Regions from separate parts of the Hordeum vulgare genome. Here region 2 is linked to region 1. Evidence: chromatin contacts called from public Hi-C data. All regions are on one chromosome and are shown on one strand. The core of a region is the stretch at or near the end of the contact, and the rest is flanking DNA. Distances in the headings are between cores, read along the strand shown. Region 1 has its middle 14 kb from the start of LOC123396185. Region 2 has its middle 30 kb from the start of LOC123398909.

What was found. Hi-C and Micro-C count contacts between places; a contact is called where the count stands out from the background.
Region 2: a Hi-C map of leaf shows a contact between it and region 1, with 4 times the contacts expected there. The contact joins two enhancer-like sites. A contact is called at or near these places in 2 of 6 Hi-C or Micro-C datasets (leaf and seedling).

What each region holds. Positions count from the first base shown.
Region 1 is chr5H:11,703,071-11,706,399 of MorexV3_pseudomolecules_assembly, forward strand. No RefSeq gene overlaps it. Among protein-coding and RNA genes, the nearest start is that of LOC123396185, 14 kb to the left of the region's middle. Within about 2 kb of position 1,776, at least 3 of the 3 cell types and tissues checked have open chromatin away from gene starts, as enhancers often do. A contact at or near this core is called in leaf, where this site is marked.
Region 2 is chr5H:12,239,346-12,242,663 of MorexV3_pseudomolecules_assembly, forward strand. No RefSeq gene overlaps it. Among protein-coding and RNA genes, the nearest start is that of LOC123398909, 30 kb to the right of the region's middle. Within about 2 kb of position 1,801, at least 2 of the 3 cell types and tissues checked have open chromatin away from gene starts, as enhancers often do. A contact at or near this core is called in leaf, where this site is marked.

The DNA of each region.
Region 1 (3,329 bases), core at 526-3,025:
TAAGTCCGAGCGTTAGTGTAGACCACCTTTACTTCCACTTTGCGTAAGTTAGCCACTTAATCAAGCATAGGTTGCTGCAGCCTGATACAGTTCATCCTTACCCTACCTAATAACATGACTAGTTCTGGCACCAAGGTCTTAGATTGCTGAGTCCCCGTGGCTCACGGATTCCTCCGAAATTCCCAGTAGGTACAGGTACCCCAGAGACAGATGATCCCGACGTCACCCAGCTGGCGTGGCAGTACGACGAGGAGACAGACAGCCTCTACGTGAACTATCCCGAGGACTGAGTCGTGGTCGTGATCGTGGGCCTGCAGCAGGGTAGCATAGCATTTTCCATGTTCTGTAGTCCGTAGCGGAACTACCTTGATTGTATCTGTGTTGTACTCTGAGTTTAATAAGAAGACAGTTGAATCCCGAATTGTCTACTTTTATTATTTTTTGTGCTATGTTACTTGCTTGCGAAACGCTTAGATGCGCTTCTTTCCTATTCGGGGGCCTCGACCCCCAGATCGGAAAGAACCGCATCTTGGTCGTTACAGACCCACATCCACTTCTTATTGGACATAATCTTCTCATTCTAGTGTTGCCGGGGATGGCCTAGTTGCGGCGCCATAGGGCATCTCCCATGGTTTATGATAGTTCTTGGTACACTTTGTGACATATTTTTTTATGATGTGTTATAAAATAAATTAAGAGAGGGGGGGGGGGGGGGGTGTGTGGAGTCATGAACCTAGGCCCTTTCACAAACTCTAATGTACAATGAGAGAACATCTTATTTATTATCTCACATTCTATTGGACAAACTATATACAACCTGTTAGAATGGTTACATGATAAGTTGTTAGTTGATGACATATGTTAAATTTTACCAACAAACGAATAATAAACAAACTGTTGAAGATGTCCTTACATGTGGAAAGGTGTGCTATAATTGGCTGGCTTTGTTGGTGTGGCCCGTCTAAGCAGTGCTATGAACTGTAGTCAGTTCGGCCTAATGGCGCTCACTTGAAGTCATTTTGGGCCAGCCTAATTATCACAAATCAATTGCTGGCTTACTCGCTTGACAAAAAACAAAATCGCTTGTTCGATTCTTGCAAGATCAGTTCACCATTGGACTCGTTCCCTAAAAAAGCTCACCATTGGATATTTGACCGTCACAGTTGATCCCATTGACTTTTCAAAATTTGAAAAATCACAGATTTTTTAAAAGTACACGATTTTTGAAAAATAATCATGAATTTAAAAGAAGTTCATCTGTTTTGAAAAAACGTTCACCGAATTCGACGAAAGATCATATATTTTTTTTACAAAAATCATCAATTTTAAAAAAAAATCATTGAATTTTAAAACAAAATAGTCCATTTTGAGAAAGAGTTCATCAAATTTTAAAAAATCCCATCTTTTGTGAAAAGGATAATAATTTTTTAAAACTCACAAATTTTAAGGAATATTTTGAATTATAGGAAAATAACACACACAAAAGAACGAAACTGAAAAAAAATCATAGAAAATATGTCCAAAACATAACAAAAAAACTAAGGTGGCATCTCTACAACAAGAGAGAACAAAGGAATTGGGACAAGAAGTTGTTTTGTCTCAGTGATTATTGCCGCCGGATTTTGTCGCTGTCAACACACTCGTATTTTTTGAAGCTTAGAAAGAAGAAAAAGAACTTGACATGTGCCAAGCCCACGACGGCGGGGGTGTGCGCGCCATGTTGCAAGAAGTAATTTAACAGGCACCTTAAGCGTCAGATAGGGGAGTCCCTATACGCCGCATTCTGCGGCAGGATGACCAGTTTTCGCACATGCAGTCCTCTGCCTGGGCCGGCCCACTGACCGTGCTTCTGCTGTTCCCTATCACGCGGCAAAAAAGAAAAAAATCAAGAGAAACATGATTCGATCCTAGTAATACCTAGCGCAGCGCACGTCACTAACAACAATCTGTTAGCCAATAAACCAATATCAGCTTATTTTAATAGAAGGCGCAGAATAATATAACAACATATAGCCGGGGTATAGATTTGGATTTCAATTTTTTATTTAAAATTAAGAACATTTTTGTAATGCCGCAACTATTAAAATTTCCAACCTTTTTCCGAAAAAATATTCCCACAATTTTATGTTTCCTTTTAACATTTTTTCAAATTCCGGAACATTTTATAAATTCTGGAACATTTTTCAAATTCCAGAATATTTTTTCAAATTCCGGAACATTTTTTAAATTCCGGAACATTTTTGAAAATTCAGGAACATTTTTCAAATTCAGGAACATTTTTTCTAATTCCGGAACATTTTTTAAATTCCAGAATATGTTTTCAAATTTCGTAACATTTTTCAAATTGCGGAACATTTTTTAAATTCCGGAACTTTTTCAAATTCTGGAACATTTTTTCAAATTTCGGAACATTTTTTAAATTACGGAACATGTTTTTCAAATTCCAAACATTTTTGAAATTCCCAACATTTTTGAAATTCCGGTACATTTTTTCGAATTCCGGAACATTTGTTTAGATTCAGAAATATTTTTTGAAATTCTGGAATATTTTTTCAAATGCTGGAATATTTTTAAAATTTCGGAACATTTCTTTAAATTCCGGAACATTTTTTTAGATTTTGGAATATGTTTTAAAAATCCAGAACATGTTTGAAACAGAAACATAAAAGAAAGAAACAAAAAAGAATAAAGAAAAAGAAATAAGAAAAAGGTTCAGTGAATCTTCTAGAATGTTCCCAAAACCGGAAAAAACCGGCTGAAAACCGGGATCAACGAAGTGCTGAACGGGCTGGCCCTGGTTATCGCTCGCTTATCAATCCCTGTGCGATTGCTCCACAACTTGACGCAATGTGCGTCATATAGGGTTTGCCCAGGTACTAGGAAGAAAAAGAAGTTCAAACGGGCTGAGCCCATGACGCTGGGGTGTGTGCGCCATGTTGCAAGAAGTAAAGTAACAGGCGCCTTTAGCGCCAAATAGAATTTTCCCAGGTACATTGAAGTGTTACATTCGTAATAAGTCAACTGGCTCAAATTTAACCAATGTTGTAGAAAAATGTGTTAAGATCTGCTTCGACTGTAAACACTTTATAAAACGTTTAAGGTCAGAATAAACTTAGCATGAAAATATATTTCGTAAATAATATCATGAGACTAATTGAATACTATATTGTTCTATATACTTTGTCAGACTAACGAATTTAACTTCGAATAAACTCAAAGTTTTAATTATTTTGAAACGGAGGTAGTAGTTTGCTCTAGTTCTCCAAACACAGCCTTCCAATCGTTCTATGGCGGAAGAAAAAAACAGTTTTATTTGACAATAAATAACT
Region 2 (3,318 bases), core at 551-3,050, 540 kb after region 1:
GAAATGTTGTCCATGGGCGAAAACCTAAGTTCTGATCCGGAGCAGTGGTAGTGGCATCTTTGATGTCGTTCCTCTGTTGGGAGAATCGTGTTTAGAGGCACTACTTAGAGGTTCCATGTTGTGCTTCTATGGTGTTTGCCTCTTTTCTGGATGATCGACAAGGGTACAATGTATGTCATTGTGGCCTTGTGGGTGAGTCCATTCCGATGACTTTTCTCAGGGCTGACTGAGTCCCACCATCCACTTGTCGACTCCTTTAAGTCTTCACAGATGGTTGGTGCATCGGCAAGAAAAGTCCACTTGGTGTTGTTATTCTTCGAAGGTTACTCGTGTTGGTAGAGACGCGACTTTGTTAGTCAGTTTAGGACACGTGCTTTGGTGTCGTGTTGTTTTGTGTTCGTTGGAGTTGGATTGGGGTTTGCTACTCAAGATATGTACGATGATTGATAAGACAATCTTATCTTATATCTTGCATGTAGGTTAGAGATGACAAAAGGACATGTCTGCAATGGGTTATCTCTTGGTCGTATCTTCAAAAACTAGCTATTCCAAAAAACATAATGAGACATGTTGTGCTAAGATATTGTCTCTTAAATAAGAGAAGACAAGCATGTTCTTAGGCTTTCTCTCTCCTTCATCTCAACATTTATCCTGCGTGGCATTTTAAAGATAGAACCATTGTACATGCCATCATGGGGCGTGGTAGGAGTTTGTCTATATATTTTTTGTATTATTGACCTTCTACCTTCTATAAAGCTAACACACGTGGTTTGCATGGTTGCAACAAAAATGTTCATGAATTTTTATAAAGATTAATGTAATTGGAAACATATAAGTAAACCAATAAATGTTTAAAAGAATTAAAATTAGAACAAAAAAAATCACTAATAGATAAAACCTGGCTTTAATGAAAACCCATAGAAAAATGATACTAAAAGAATATAAAAATCCTAAGAAAACTATCGCACATGTCTGCTAGTGGGTCGGCCCATGTTGGGGTGATGTGGAGGCGAGCGCATGTTACTATTAGAGAGCTTGTAATCGTCCCGTTTTGAAAAATGTTAAATGAGTATTTAAGGAATGTTGATCATGTACATAAAAATATTGAATAAGTATTCGGAAACTATTGAACAATTATCTGAAGAATTTTTCATCATGTATGAAAATGTTGAAGAAGTTTAAAAAAAATGAATATGTATATAAAAATGTAGAATGAAAAGCAAAAAAGAAACGAAAGGAAAAAACCAAAAAAATGAAAAAAGGTGAATAAAATACAAATAAAATAAAATAAAATAAAACGAAAAACCCAAGAAGACAAGAAAAATAAACCAAAGAAAAAACAGAGAAAACCGGCCCGATCATCTCTAATAGGTCACGATCCTACTACTCCCTCCGTACCTAAATAATTGTTATTGGTATAACTAAATTAGTTTTCTTCAATAACAATTATTTAGATACACAGGGAGTACTAAGTAGTAACTCGAAGCGTGCGGAGGGTTAGCTGCGTTGGTGTTCCCCTGAAGACGAGGGTTTGATTTCTCTCCTTTTCTTCCCATTTTTAGTCTGTGCAAGCAAAAATGCGTCGGTTCAACACTAAATTAACTCGCAAGAAAGTTTTCTCTCAACTCGCTTAATGCGAGAAATAGACCCCACAAGCACCATCTACATGTATGCCCATAAGTGGCCATATAACCGTCAAATTGGGAATATATAACCGTCAAATTGGGAATATCCTAATATTACTCACACGTGCATCTACACATCGCATGTGGAGAGCAGGAGACCTCCTAACGCACGCATAAGGCAGAGTGGGCACAACAAACGCACCTACCCCCATCCCCCGGCGCACTTTGGGCCAACCCATATGGGGTGCGGGACACCCGTTTTTTATTTTCATTTCTCTTTTTCCATTTTTTGGATTTTAAAATTATGGTAATGTTCGTGAAATTTTTTAAATGGTGATAAAATCGGAAAATAATCACTAAATCACACAATGCTCATGAATTTAAAAATGTACTTGAATTTCAAACACTCTACATGAATTTGAAAAATATTCTTGAATTCCATTAAATATTTATGAAATTATGAAATTTCTACGTTTCAAAAATGTTCATATATTTGAAAATGTTTCTAGATTTCAAAAAATGATCATGACTTTGATTATTTTCGTATTTCAACAATGCTAAAGGATTTCAAAAATGTTCCCCGATTGTAAAAAATATTAACAATTTTAAAACAGTCTCCAAATTTTCAAATATTCCACGAATTCCAACAATGCTCCCATATTTCAAAAACTGATAAATAAATTTTAAAAATGTTCTTGCATTGGAAAATTGTTCACTAATTTAATAAATGGTCCTAGAGTTCGGAAAAAATATTATTCTAAAATTATTTAAATCAAAAAAATAGTTCCATATTTATTAGAATGTTCATGAATTTAGGAAATCTTATTACATTAAATAATACTCCTTATGTCCCATAATATAAGAGCGTTTTTAGCAATAATGTAGTGTAAAAAATGTTCTTATATTATAAGACGGAGGGAGTAGCTCCAAATCTTAAAAAATGCTAACAAAACTAGAAAATGGAAAAAATTAGAAAAAAAGAAAAAAGAAAAGAAAAGGTACATAAAAACGAAGAAGCAACCCACTAAGGACGTTCCCAAAACCGATGTGAAGGAAAACTGAGAATGAGTTGGCCCAGATAGTAAGGCTCTCTCACCACGCTGTTGGAAATATGCTCTAAGGACAATAATAAATATATTATTATTTTATTGACATGTTCATAATTAAGTTTATATTTCCATTCTATAACTGCAATATTTTTAGTGTCATATTCAGAGTAAAATCTTTGTGTGTGTGGAAACATAAACACCGAATAAATCCCTAGTTTGGCCTTTAGATTAGCTCATGTATTGTCGATAGTTCCATTACTAACCATAAGCATTGTTCTTGTAAAAAGGATGTCGACAATAATGAGAAAACATTGTTAGAATAAGAATGGTTCTGGATAAACCCAACTTATAAAATACTACAAGACTACGAATATGTTGTTGATATTTTTGTATAGGGTGTTAACATTTACTTAAGTCGTTAGACCTTGAGAATATTGTGTATCCAGATACTTGATGGTTACTTTGGTGTTTGATGTCACTTTGTAACTAAATGATGATCTCTACTAATAAATGGGAATTGGTATATTTGCCTCACCTCCTCCCCCATCCCACCTATTATGGTTTTATCTCCTCCATGCCCTATAGTTTGGAATGATCTAAACTGAATAGTTACTTCTATTTCCTTGTCCTAGTGGAAATCATGT